Regions from separate parts of the Xenopus tropicalis genome. Here region 2 is linked to region 1. Evidence: chromatin contacts called from public Hi-C data. All regions are on one chromosome and are shown on one strand. Each heading gives the region's core, a stretch centred on a gene start, on an enhancer-like site or on the middle of the called end of the contact. The rest is flanking DNA. Distances are from core to core; before and after follow the strand shown. Region 1 has its middle 16 kb from the start of plscr5. Region 2 holds the start of zic4 (zinc finger protein ZIC 4).

Region 1 (7,261 bases), core at 1,237-3,736:
GTACAAGAAATTTTTTTTGGAGGGAGCATGATGTTTTTATGAATGTTTAAAGGCAAACAAATCTAATATTACCATGCGCAACACCAAGCATTGGCTGGAGTGGTGTAAACTCCACCACCATGAGAATCTAGAGTGCTGGGAAACATCCTCTGGAGCAGGGCTGTCCAACTGAAAGCCTGAGGGAATGGATGTAGCCCTCCCTTCCATGTTCATTTAAATATGCCATATGAGAATTATTTGGCCAACTACGGGGCCCATTCATTAAAGTGCAATGGGCGCGATAACAAAAAATGAACAGTTTGTACTAGTAACGATAACATTCATTATTGTTACAGTTTGTGATACATTCATTATTCCACCAAAAAGTTGTACTTTTTGTACTTTGCGCAGCGATAACAAAAGTTTCGGAATTCATTCAAGCTTATCGTTACTATCTTTTGGCCAGGCTGGAGCTGCAGAGTGCTATTGAGTCCTATGGAAGACTTTACTTGGGCCATGCTGGAGCTGCAGAGTGCCATTGAGCCCTATGGGAGACTTTCCTTGGGCCAGGTTGGAGCTGCAGAGTGCCATTGAGCCCTATGGGAGGCTTTCCTTGGGCCGGGTTGGAGCTGCAGAGTGCCATTGAGCCCTATGGGAGACTTTCCTTGGGCCAGGTTGGAGCTGCAGAGTGCCATTGAGCCCTATGGGAGACTTTCCTTGGGCCGGGTTGGAGCTGCAGAGTGCCATTGAGCCCTATGGGAGACTTTCCTTGGGCCGGGTTGGAGCTGCAGAGTGCCATTGAGCCCTATGGGAGACTTTCTTTGTGCCAGGTTGGAGCTGCAGAGTGCCATTGAGCCCTATGGGAGACTTTCCTTGGGCCGGGTTGGAGCTGCAGAGTGCCATTGAGCCCTATGGGAGACTTTCCTTGGGCCGGGTTGGAGCTGCAGAGTGCCATTGAGCCCTATGGGAGACTTTCCTTGGGCCAGGTTGGAGCTGCAGAGTGCCATTGAGCCCTATGGGAGACTTTCCTTGGGCCGGGTTGGAGCTGCAGAGTGCCATTGAGCCCTATGGGAGACTTTCCTTGGGCCAGGTTGGAGCTGCAGAGTGCCATTGAGCCCTATGGGAGACTTTCCTTGGGCCAGGTTGGAGCTGCAGAGTGCCATTGAGCCCTATGGGAGACTTTCCTTGGGCCGGGTTGGAGCTGCAGAGTGCCATTGAGCCCTATGGGAGACTTTCCTTGGGCCAGGTTGGAGCTGCAGAGTGCCATTGAGCCCTATGGGAGACTTTCCTTGGGCCGGGTTGGAGCTGCAGAGTGCCATTGAATAAACATTAAATACTATGAAACATTATTTGGTTAGTGAGTAATTAATGCATTTAGAAGGTAGATTTTTCTATTTTAGCTTTTTTTAATTTCTAATTCCACATGTCTTTATATCAATAATTATTTTGATTTTAAACAAGGTTAAACTGCACCATGTTTTATCTTTACAAAAGGGGCTTTCATTATCCTAAAATATTGTATATATGGTTCACAAACCAGACCAACCTGTTTTCTCTGAATGCATATAAATGCTCACTGTATGACAAATGAACCCACCAGACAGTGGGGGCAAGGACAATATCTTAAGCCGTATACATCTTGGGCTTGTTCCATTTGAATAGGAGCCATCAACATGAGGATGAAATGCATTTTTGCCTGAAATTCTTTAGTTGCCTTGGCCATGATAATTCTTGTTTGTTCCAATTAATAATTAATTATAGCTATAATTATCATTTAGAAATCATGTCACCAATGGTGATAGGGAGCAAGCTTGTCATTCTATGTGGAAGATTGGTAGACAGCAATTGAAAGTGCAGGTGTGAGATTTCTGTTCAACTAAATGAACTGGAGGGGGGGGGGCAGAGTGCAATAAATAGGGAGACTATTTAGAAACAAATGTAATAAGGGATCAACCATAAATATGTGCTGCCAGGAGAAATGCAGGTAGGACTAAGCAGTGCTAACACATTGCCCCTGCCCCTTTACCATGTTGAGGAAATGAATGTGTTCAGATGCTTTGTTCTAGCAGGAATATTTAGACAATGGCTTCCGTCTGCACCTACATGGGTGGGGGGGAGCGGCGAGAGTGCACAATAGACTGAAGAGTTTTTCATGGTGTTGCAAAAAAAAGAAGAGGAAATATCTCTCTGTATGGAGCACCAGCTGATACCTTTAATAATAAGGGGCTGAATAAACTGCACTATGGGGGACATACTAATGTCTGAAAGGAAACCACATTAGCCATCACTAAGGGGTTTTAAAGGGTTTCCACAATTGTTATTAACACTGAATTGGCAATGAGCAACAGGGCTACTGAAGCTTTTCTCACTTGCAAATTCTCCCATTAACCAGGTAAGGACAAGGCAGTGGAACTATACAAAATTAATATACTGCATGTACTCTACATTGGCATAAGCACTAATCATAGTGATGCAGTGATATAATATTACAGTGCAGCTTTCTAAGAAAGGGATATTTCCCAACTCTTGGGTACAATATTAGTGTGGTTATACAGCTCAGGTTTGGGCCATGCTATCTGGGTATGTATGGCACCTTGGGGCACCAAATCTCACACATTATCCTGCCATCTTATCAGTTAGGTCTGTGCAGAAGGAAAATCCTTTCTACACATGCCCTGGGGCAAACAGAACAAAGCCAGTTCAGCGTGCGTTTGGATGGGCAAATCACACAATATTTTACTGCTCATAGTCCAACAACATTATCTAATAAGTGCCTGTTTAGCCAAAAGGTTAGGATAACTGAGATCCTTGCCTCAGGTGGCAAGGAGGCCACAGTAAAAAAAAAACTGCGTATACGGTGGCAATGGAGAACCCTAATTATTATACAGCATTTTCCAAGTGCCCGCTGTTTTTAACACCGGAATTTCATACAGAGCTGCATGATCCCCTGAAATGAATACACAGCTTAATAAACACATTTAAATGGTGATGCCTGCATTCAGCAATGTGCAGTGTATCTAATCACATTTTATTAGCACGGCTTTATAAATAAGTCCCTAGGAGACTACATTTTCAATTGTTTAACCAGAAATGTGTTTTTCTGCTCTAGCAATATGTATGTTCTTAGGATTATTGTGTAATCATCACATGTCCATGTATAATGAGAGTAAGAATGTGGTTATAGTGCCTTACTATAAATACAATATATCCTTAGCTATTAGATGTTCCCCTGCTGTACTCCGGTGTTTATACTCCTATTGCCACGTTTAAAGATGGCATTGTGCAAAGTGTTACAAAGGGGCATGTATTTTGTGCCTTCCTTTTATTTAAATAGTGAATGACTTCTATGGCCCCCAGCACTTGGATGCTACAAGATTCCTTCTGTTTGGGTATTTAGTAAATGTTAACAATACCTACTCTGAACCCAAAACTGGTGCAACTCTCTTTATCTCTGTCAAATGCTTTGGTGCCCCAATTTGGCCATTGCTATTGCTAGAAAGGGCCACTCTGCTTACGTGCACTTGCTAGAAGCCCTAAGCTGAATAGGAAGGGCATCAGTATGGCTGTAGGGGGCACTGAATTCAGTGCAGGTAAAGGGAATGTCTGTCTAAAAACGCAAGAAGGTGACAGCTAACTGGATTTTGTCCTAATCCTATAACATTTAGCTAATATCAACTCTAAGGGGTTATTTTCTATTGTTTGTTTCACTTATATTTTTTATTATTCTGTTGTTTTGTAATTATTCAAATGGTTTTGATGGTAAAAAATACCTAATTTCTCCACCATGTGGCAGTGTTGCTTTAGCAATAAAATGTTGGTCAGGCAGATTGCAGTCTGGATAAGCACAACTACCTTCACTTTCAAAGCTCAAATGCATTATTCTACCCGCCATTCTTTCCTTCGTGGCAATAAAGTTCAAACAATAACTAAAACTTGTATTCTTTCTGTATTTACAACTCTCCAAAGAAGTGGGATTTACAGAGGGGTTTCACCTATAAATAAACAATAAAAAATAAGTTCTAATTCTAGAATATTCTAAATTGAACTGCTTCTAGAATAAGTTGTGCCGAATTGAATGCAGTAAAAAAAAGCACAGTGTCACAAACAGAGGTATCTTTTACACAGTATACACTGTTATTAATAGGAATAATGTTCCGTGTGCACCAAATGTCGCTGATTATCCTTATAAAGACAGCAACACTATGGCAGATCACTTGAAAAATCAGGGGCACTTATAATAAATGCAGGGTGCTGGGCTGGACTGATTGCAGGCTGATTGGATTTTAATCAAGGGCAATCAGTGCAGCCCTACTCACTGGATTTTCTACAAGCGCCCCAGATTTTCCAACAGCCAGGTAACCTTATGCTTTACCAATAAGATATTTATTTTATACGTTACTATTAGGTGAAGTGAAGCAGACACTCTAGCATTCTGTCATTTCAATTTCCACTATTTCAGGTTAGAGTTTGTAAATGTTGTTCAAGGAAAAGTATTACTACTCTGTTTTTTTGTTAACCCAACCCATATTATTAATAGACTGCACATTCTGCCACTAGAGGGTGCATGTAAAGAAAGCTATTAGAAGAGAATGATGGGACAGGGCAGGCCAATGGGATGGGATGGACCAATGATGAAAAGAGACTGGCCAATGAACCAATATGGTGGGTCTATGACATAAAGTAGCAGGTCTGTGACTTAAAGGGGCAGATAATGAGTCAAATTCTGAACAATCAGGAGTTAGGTTTAAAAGGGATTGGGGCAGATCAGGGGCAGATCAGGGGCAGAACAAGAGGGTGTTACACATTTACCAGCAAGTTCTTCTTAGAATAACCAGTATGACTGGTTCCATTCACACATCGATGCCACCCTTAATCTGAAGTGAGCAGGTTGAATCTCAGCTCTGCCAGCCCCACCCCGGTTTTACCTTTGAACCCTTGGTCCACTGCATCTAGGATTCTATGCATTTCACTAGTGCAGCAAAGTTAGGATTCAGGTGCAAATTACTGATGGCAGGTGATGGTCCTGTTATTGCAAGTGATTGGCAAGGAAGGGGTTAATGCAAGGTGACTTAAAAAAAAAAAATCCTGGTAAGGTGACATTCTGCTAACATAAATAACCACAAATATGTAGAGTTAGGTAAGGCTCACTGAATACCATAACTTGTGCTTATATATTTTGCTGAGCATTTATATAAAAAAGGTATATGACAGCTGCCAGGTAGGAAAGATCTTCTTATTACATGACACGTTGCATTCCACTGCTCTATAATCCTATTGCAAAACACATTTCCCACAGTCATTCAAATTAAACACAAAACAGGATGTCAGGATATGTAGTTACTTGCAACTCCGCATGCGTTTAGGACCCAATTCTCAACCCTTACCGTGCACTATAATACCCCATCTTTTTTTTGTTATTTGCTTTATATATCTGCAGGTATTTGCTTTGGTGTAAACTTATTGATGATGATCGCTACATGACATTGTAACTTTATTATTTACTTTCTATCTGTACTATGTTAAATGTTTAAAAGCATAAATAAAAACTATATGTGTGTATGTTTGTTTGTGTGTTAAATCTCTTTTTCTGTTAATAACAAGAGTTAACTCATAGGGTAGTGCCGATTTGTGCCCAGTGAGCCCAAATGCTATCTACCCTCCTGCCAAGGGCTGTTGTGCCCATTCTATAAAAATCTCACCTTTTCAGGGTACTTGGCTGAGGAGCATGGTTATATTTTCCATATATATATATAGTCTTTATATATCTAGTCCTTGTGTAGGTTTGGGTTGCACGCATGCATAGTATGGCAATTCCGGCAAGTCAGGGAGGCCCCAACATACTCATTTTTGTGGTTTTAGAGTATTTTGAAACCACAACTAAATTCATTTCCACTACAACCACGAATGTTTAGTCATTTATTAAAAGATCCGATTTGGAAAAGCATGAACTAAAAAAATTAAAAAACTGCAAATTTTTCATGTTTTTCAGTGAATGGAGCGTCGAAAAAATTAAGAAACTCTCTAATACCACTGGAAACAGAACATCTGCCATTTTTTTCCTATTTTTCATTTGGGTTTGTCGCAGTTTTGATGCATAATAAATGGCTAAATAATCGTGTTTTCCATGGAAAAAACATGAATCGTGGAAAAAATAAAATATGAACATTAGTACATGCCCCCTTAGTGTACTTCACATGTAAATACCCTAAAGCGTTGCAAGGAGTACCTTACAGAGGAAAATGCCCACCAAGAGATCAAGCTTGCATCATGTATATCTCACAGCATTTGCCATAAAAATATGCAAAAGACTTGGATACAGGCCCAGATTTGTGGAGAGGCCACAAAGGCCTATGGTGGCACAAATGTAGGGGCTCCGTATGGGAACACATTAAAAACCAACCCCACGGGGGCACAAGATATAACAGCCCTGTGTAAGGGCCCTAACTAAGTATCTGGGGAACTAGGGGCTGCAAATACTTGGCTACACTGGAGTCAAATTAATGGGAATACTCAGATTATCAAAGCATACAGGGATTAAATAATGTTTTGAGGATTCATTTCATTTAAAGGGATACTGCTGCCTAACAACAGTGTGTAATGTTGCACATAGTAATATAATGTAGTCACCCTAGTGTGCCTGCCCTATCTATGCTTCATTTGAGTACTGAACCAGAAGTTATGCCTATGTATTCCTATATTTTTATGTAGAACTGATTGTACAGCCCTTTACAGATATTTCTCCTCATTCGGATCCATCTCTTTCCCAGTGATGCTTACAATGAAGTTCCCTCCCATGCACACAGACACAGACAATTTTATCAGAAACCAATTTATTGGGCTGATTTTTCAAGTTTACACTATCAAGTAGTAATGATAGCAATGATAGCTCCATAAAACATTACCGAAAGCATTTAACAATCTGTGTTCCGCACTGGAACAAATTGTATCTGGAAAATAATTCCACAAATCATTTCCTTCTCACGATCAGGGAGGAGGAGGAATTCCAATGGGTGATAGTGCATAGCACTGCTACTGAAAAGTACCATTTTATATATTTTTTTTATTTCCAGTATTTATATAGGGCTGACACATTTTTGCAGCACTTTACAGAGACTATACCTCAGTCATTCACTGAGCCATCTTATAATCTAAAGTCCCTATCACATCCTTCAGGACCATTTTTATCATGAGTCAATTAATCTTCCTGTATGTATTTGGATTCAGGCAGAAAACCCACACAGACAGAGGGAGTACATACTGGCAGATAGTTCCCGGGCTGGAG
Region 2 (7,261 bases), core at 1,301-3,800, 360 kb after region 1:
CAATTGAAATGGTAACAGCGAGGAAACACAATGTCAATACATCAGAAAGACTGTTTTGTATTAAGTAAACATGAGGAAAATGTATTAATCAGAGAGGACAATAAAGCTGGTAATTAAATATAAAGCCCAATGAATTGATTGCCTCCTCTGTCTTCCTTTTCCATCCTGGGGCAATGTTAAGGAAGAGAGAAAATGAGTGAATCTTACCCTGCTCCACAGCCCATTGGCATGGAAATGGACCTTTCCAGCCCATTCCCACCTAAGCTTTTCTTTTGCTTTCTGATAGCTACTTAAGGGGAGCACAAAAGGTTTTGTGAACAAACAAACCGTGTGAAAGAAGCAGCATTGCTGTGCAGCGCTCAGTGCCTCCATCTACATGAGAGTGGCTGGTAATGGGGCAGGTCAGGATCAGGTTATGTAAAGCCCCCTCTCCCCCCAATAGATCGCTGCCTTACCGGGGCCGCTGCTGCACCTGTTGCACCATCAGCTTCACATCTTCCTACGACTCGAGGGCTGCTCCTGCGCGATCATCACTCATTTCTTTCTTTTGTGCCCTTCTGAAAGCAGTTAGGGAAAGTAGGATGAAGCAGAAATGAGCCGTCAGGATGATATTTTAATGGCTTATATTGTCACGTCGGTTCATGTGGCTTTGAACTAGAACAGCTTTCGTTCCCTGCAGAGAGCGCCGCAAATCCCACTTGATAACTTCCACTACCCACAACTTTTTTCCATTTTTTTTTTTTTACAGTCACTCTGTAAATTTAGCCACATTCCCCAGCTATCCCTTTGTCAACTTTTCCAGCGGACACAAATGCACAAATGCAACAATGTTTCAGATATACACCCCCAGCACATTACATTCCTTATCTGGCCAACAGGATTAAATGCATCATGTGTGGATGCAGAATCGGTCACCTACTGATTATTCTAATGCAGTTGTACAATTCTACATCCTTCCATATTAATAAGTGCAGCCCACACTCACCCAGCTATATATTCTCAACTGATTCCTGTACACTGATCCACTATCTATCTATCTATCTATCTATCTATCTATCTATTTATCTATCTATCTATCTATCTATCATCTATCTATCATCTATCTATCTATATATCCATCGATCTAACATCATAATCTATGTATCTATCTGTTGGGTTTTCTATATTATCTGTCAGTCTATCATCTGCTATATATATATTTACCTAATATCCAGCTAATCCCTAAAACATTGTGCTATACAGAAGCGTTATGTGGCAGCAAAGGCTACAGTGGGTTGGAAGAAAACAATATAAAAGCCTGGTAGGTGCAAATGAATTTAGCAGGGAAGTGTATTTACACTGCAGAGAAATCCAGAGCAGTTGCAGCTTTTCATACATGGCTTTAAGAAAAGGCTTTTGTGCAGAAGTCAATTTCTGTATGAATGAAACCCAACCTGGACTGGGCTATATGCAAAATACCCTCTCAATACAATCAATCGGGGATTCTTTGTTTTAAGTAATGGTTTTTCATATTGCTAAAACACGGAATCATTGAATGACAATGACAAGTAGTACAGTCTAGTGAATGGTTCTGATCCATTTATGTTGCTGGAAAATAGAGCCGATGAATAGAGGCCTAGCTCTCAGGAATAGACATATACATTGCATTTCCAAGTTCACTGCAACCAGATTTAAACATGGAAAATAAAGGTGAATGAATGCACACAATAAATAAGCCCAATTTTAATGAGAAGGCTCAGTAAGACGAACCATGCTGGGTTTTACGCACAAACCCATTCAGTAAGAAGTTTCCTACAAGATGAGATCTCCTTGGGCAGAAGGCACAAAGGCAAATAATTATGTGCAGTGTCTATGGAGAACTTAACCACTTAGGTGCCCAGAGTGGGACCACATTACGGACGGGAATTTAGGGGAGAACACATAGGTTAATCGGCGGTTCTATTGTGTCAACAAGCAAGTGCTGTATGCTGGCACTGAATCCAAATGTGGGCATTTTCCTGAGCAAATCAAAAGAAGTGTTGGTTCTTTTTTCTGCTCACTCATCTGAAGGGAAGTCCATTTTCTCTGCTGATCAAAAGTTTTTTCTCAGCAACAAAAGGCACCGCCTGGGTTTTTTTTTTCCACCGTCCTGGTGTGGCCAGTGGAGGGATTCAGTAAGGGTGACAAGGATGACTGATTTGGGAACTGAAAAAAAAAAAGTTTCAGTGTCAAACTATTTCCACGACTCCATGTACAGATTATGTGGCACCCAGGGAAAACGAGGTTATACTGTGACATTAGAATTCGGTTTGACTTGTTGGGACACAGAGGACGGGAACACATAATGACAGCAGCAAATGAAATAAACAGACAATGAAAAATAAAATAAAAGAAGTGAAGAGCTTGTCACCCACCTGTGCTGCGATGGGTACAGAACTCAGTGGCTATTTCTGACAAATGAGAGCCACAGTCATATCCATACAAATGTCTGACTGGGATGAAGGGGTTTAAAGAAAGAGAATTATGGAAGAGACCACTGGGCTCTGCATCTTCATCAGAATCCCCCTACATTCCCAGAACCAAATAACTGGCGATATGGGGAGAAAGAAGCAGCAATAAGAAATGAAGAAACTGCCCATGGTGGGATATTTTTTTCCCGTAGAATTTCGGCAGGGGGGGAAAGTTGCAACTCCTAAAAACATTGTTTGTCAGAAGCGGTGTCAAGCGCCTTTCCAATACCTGGGATGGATGGGCCTGGGCAGCCAATCAGGACGAGCCTGGGGCTTTGCCAGCCCTTAGTTGGGGAGGTGAGGCTGCTGGGGGAGAGGCCGAGGACCAATGGGCTCTGGCGTCCATCTACACGTGACTCCGCCCCCTCCTCCCATTCATCAAGGGGGGACCGAGCAGTCGTTTCAATTCATTTATCTGCAGGAATGATTGCCGCTATCAGTCTCCAGCTCAACGCCCGGCTGAGGAGGTGAAAGTTTCTCCCCAGGAAGATAAACCGCAAAAGACAATATTGTGCGTTATTTGCGCTTCGCAGGGAGAGAGAGAAAGAGAGAGAGAGAAAAAAAGAAAAAGAAATAATAATAAGAGCAGTGTTGGGTGAGAAGTGGAAGGAATTCGCTCTCATAGTCAGCCCAGTCTATCAGTTTGTATGTTCTGCAGCTCAGAGGCGCACCATGCTGTAGATGCGACTGTCCTGACAAGTCGTTGCGCCATCGCTGCGATTGTGCTTCCTGCATGTGCAGAAGTGTAGGAACCCCCCTCCTGCCCGTGTCTTGCGGCCACTGATTTGCTGCCGATTGTTGGAAGACTTGCCTTGTATCTGCACTCGGGTGAGGGCTGCTCCCCCAGGTAAGAGCTACCATGCTGCTGGACGCCGGAGCCCAATACCCAGCCATCGGAGTCACGACTTTCGGTTCCTCCCGGCACCACTCCGCAGGCGATGTGACGGATCGAGAAGTGGCCCTGGGCATCAACCCCTTCGCAGACGGCATGGGAGCTTTCAAGCTCAACCCGAGTAGCCACGACCTTGCCTCCGGCCAGACCGCTTTCACTTCGCAGGCTCCGGGCTACGCTGCGGCCGCTTTGGGGCACCATCACCACCCGGGCCATGTCAGCTCCTACTCCAGCGCTGCCTTCAACTCCACCCGGGACTTTCTCTTTCGCAACCGGGGCTTCGGGGAGGCCGCCAGCGCCCAGCACAGCCTATTCGCCTCCGCCGCAGGGGGCTTTGCTGGACCCCATGGGCCCCACACTGACACTACGGGCCACTTGATTTTCCCAGGTCTCCATGAGCAAGCCAGCAGCCACGCTTCTCCCAATGTGGTGAACGGACAGATGAGGCTGGGCTTCTCTGGGGACATGTATGGCAGGCCCGATCAGTACGGGCAAGTCACCAGCCCCAGGTCTGAGCACTACGCGTCCAGCCAACTGCATGGCTACGGCCCTATGAACATGAACATGGCTGCCCACCATGGAGCAGGGGCCTTCTTTCGTTACATGAGGCAGCCCATCAAGCAAGAGCTCATCTGCAAATGGATTGAGCCAGAGCAGTTGGCCAACCCCAAAAAGTCGTGCAACAAAACTTTCAGCACCATGCATGAGCTGGTCACCCATGTCACAGTGGAGCACGTCGGGGGCCCAGAGCAGTCCAACCACATCTGCTTCTGGGAGGAATGTGCCAGAGAAGGGAAACCTTTCAAGGCTAAATACAAACTGGTCAATCACATCAGAGTGCACACAGGTGAAAAGCCTTTCCCTTGCCCCTTCCCTGGATGTGGCAAAGTGTTTGCAAGATCGGAAAATCTCAAGATCCACAAAAGAACTCACACAGGTACAAACTCTCCTTCTACTCCTTCTGTTTCATTTGCTTTCACTTTTTCTCCGTAACGACTTCTTATTTACGTATCTCCATTGTTTTATTATTCTCGAATAGATGGTCGTATCCAATAGACTTAAATGGGAAAACAAATGCACTTTCCCGTTATAACGAAATCGTTTTCCTTTTGGTCTGAGCGGACCCTGTAATAATATGCCTTGCTCAGACTGTCAGTAAAATAATATCAGGACGCATCGTGTCAGATATGTCTCAGTAGTGGATCATCTCCACTCGATTACTGAACAGAATTGCGTTAAATATTCAATTAGCCAATTTTCATTTTTGATTTGACAAATATTTGTAAAAATTGAGTTACGTGAAGTCACACAACATCAATCAAACGGGCGATTTTGCGCTCACTCGCAATTATTGGGAGTAGTTAAGAACACAGCCGATCAGTACAGCAGCTGTATTTGTGCCTAGAAATATACTCTGTGTATCTAATCAAACGCTGCATTAAAACACAGATGCATTTTAGATTATATAAAGGGCAAGCGAACCCCCCTGCTGCAAATGAATCCCCCCAGCACGCTTTGCTAAAATGCATCTGTGTTTTTATTTTGCAAAATAAATCTGAATAAAAATTAGAATTTCTCACTGTGAGAGGCAAAGTGTCATTTACTTGAGATTCACTAAAAGTGGACCCTGGATATTAAATGTAAAAACATCTACAGAAAATGGTGTTTGTGTGTATAGAGTGATGTCTGCAATGTATTATATTTATTTTTAATTTTGCCTTTTTATTAGGTGAAAAACCGTTTAAGTGTGAGTTTGAAGGCTGTGACAGACGATTTGCAAATAGCAGTGATCGTAAAAAGCACATGCACGTTCATACATCAGACAAGCCGTATCTGTGTAAAATGTGCGACAAGTCGTACACCCACCCGAGCTCCCTCAGGAAGCACATGAAGGTAAATAGAGACAGGCTCACTAACTGGCTTTTGTTTGGCAAAGCTCTCTCTCTTGTGCATGAATTAGCCAAAGTGGGGGAGACAGAGCCCAAGGTGGCCCAGGACCTTCTCATTGTAACGCCATCCCTTTTAGTGCTCAGTGCTGAGTGTCTGTGTTGGGGTGGAGGCGGGGAGAGGACTCTGCTTAGGTCCCCATGCAGTTGGTTTGTTTTTATTGTGCTGGCCTTGAAGTGGGAAACATATGAAGAAGGCGATATTCTCTCTGTTGGTGCTACCCTAGTCTATTTATATGGCCTTTGTGGTGTAACGATTTCGACTGATACATTTGATCTTGTTAATGTGCAAACATTTGAATCAAATCCAAATTGCAGACCCCCCCCACCCCCCCACTCTTTAGATGACAGAGGCTTTTGTGCAAGGAAGCAGTCTGCGTACAAAAAGAGAATATCCCGTTCATAATTGTACCCCAACGCCTCAACTTTCATTTATTTTGCTGAGATTGCGTTAGAAGCAGCCCCACTTCTATAAATATGTGTTTGCTTGAAGGCTGTGCCTATCTCTGAGTAGCCATTAGTGCATTGGGGGTTTGTGGGGATCTGGTTGTGTTGAATGGTGTAGGTCTGGTAGATCAATTTTTTTTGTTTAAATGCTGCCTTTTTCGTCTATAGGTCCACGAATCATCTTCCCAGGGGTCTCAGCCTTCCCCAGCAGCCAGTTCAGGCTATGAATCTTCAACGCCCCCAACAATCGTGTCTCCTTCCGCAGAAAACCAGAGCACAAGTTCCTTATCCCCCAGCTCCTCAGCAGTACATCACACGTCCAGTCACAGCACGCTTTCATCAAATTTTAACGAATGGTACGTTTAAACACATATTTAAAACAAAAAAGACTTCAAATTAATGAACACTTCCAAGGTTATCCTAAAGCTGCCAATAGAACCGGGACCGAATAAAATGAAGAATGAGACCTTTTGATTCCTGCAGGCTTGGTAGGAAAAATATTAAAAAAAAACAAAACACCCAAGGATTTTTAGAATTTATGAGAAGACAAGTTTGCCAGGCCAAATGCCAACTGTGTAGGTTTTTAATGAACCACTAATTAAAGGTCTCAATCTGCATGTCTCATCAGGCAGCGGCCTTTTTTTGTAAATACAGAATTATTAGTTAAAAAAATGTACTGTTGATTTTGTAAATAGTTATATTACAACCGAAATGGATATGTGGAATTGTGGTCACTGCATATTTGTGTTGGGAGGGGGGGAACAGGGAGGACGAAATTTATTTGGATGGAAAGAATGTACTAGTGAATATGTACCAAAATGTGAAATACCTTGTATTATTCCAGTCTAAGCGTCCACCTAACAGACTTTTAATGGTATAAGTGTGCTTACTGTATAAAGTGCAAATCTACGTCCCAAAGTCCAGTCTGGTTAGTGCAGTAAAATGTTGTTTTCACGTCCTGTTAATAATTCGTATAGTGCAAGCCTGGAAATCCGTGTCAAACTGTTACACTTTGTTTATGTAAAGTGATATTAAAAGATAAAAACTATATCTGTCCATTGCTTTTGAACAAATACAACATCCTAATGTGTATATAGCCCATAATTTTTCATATTTATCCGCATGTAAAAGGCCGGCTATACATGTTAACAGATATTCAATATTTATGGATAGAAAAAATTCGTATGTAAAATTTAGTTTGCAAAAGCTGTTTCGTAACATTTCGTACATTATTAAAGATTCTGAAAAATCTCACGAATTGTTAGAGGAATCCTTATTCATGGATAGTAATCTTTGGCAACTTTAGTGAAGTTTAAGGTCTTTGAAAGAAATTACACCGCATTTTTCCCTACCCTTATTGCAACACCCACAGTGATATAAACATAAAAAATGAATGGATCCCTGCTGGCACTGCTATAGCATGCAATTAGTATTTATATCAACATTTCTGAAATAAATTTGGGACCGCCATATAGTTGAAATGACCT

The links. Hi-C and Micro-C count contacts between places; a contact is called where the count stands out from the background.
Region 2: a Hi-C map of brain shows a contact between it and region 1, with 5 times the contacts expected there. The contact joins the promoter of zic4 here to the enhancer-like site in region 1. A contact is called at or near these places in 2 of 5 Hi-C or Micro-C datasets (brain and tailbud embryo).

The regions. Positions count from the first base shown.
Region 1 is chr5:121,171,680-121,178,940 of UCB_Xtro_10.0, forward strand. No RefSeq gene overlaps it. Among named protein-coding and RNA genes, the nearest start is that of plscr5, 16 kb to the left of the region's middle. Within about 2 kb of position 2,487, at least 2 of the 11 cell types and tissues checked have an H3K27ac peak or open chromatin away from gene starts, as enhancers often do.
Region 2 is chr5:121,533,290-121,540,550 of UCB_Xtro_10.0, forward strand. zic4 (zinc finger protein ZIC 4) reads right to left here and starts at 2,551. Exons shown (of 5, transcript XM_031902441.1): 1 at 2,394-2,551; 2 at 456-557. LOC100493456 (zinc finger protein ZIC 1) reads left to right here and starts at 2,646. Exons shown (of 3, transcript XM_002937333.5): 1 at 2,646-4,318; 2 at 5,111-5,274; 3 at 5,943-7,028. The coding sequence starts at 3,349. The coding sequence ends at 6,140.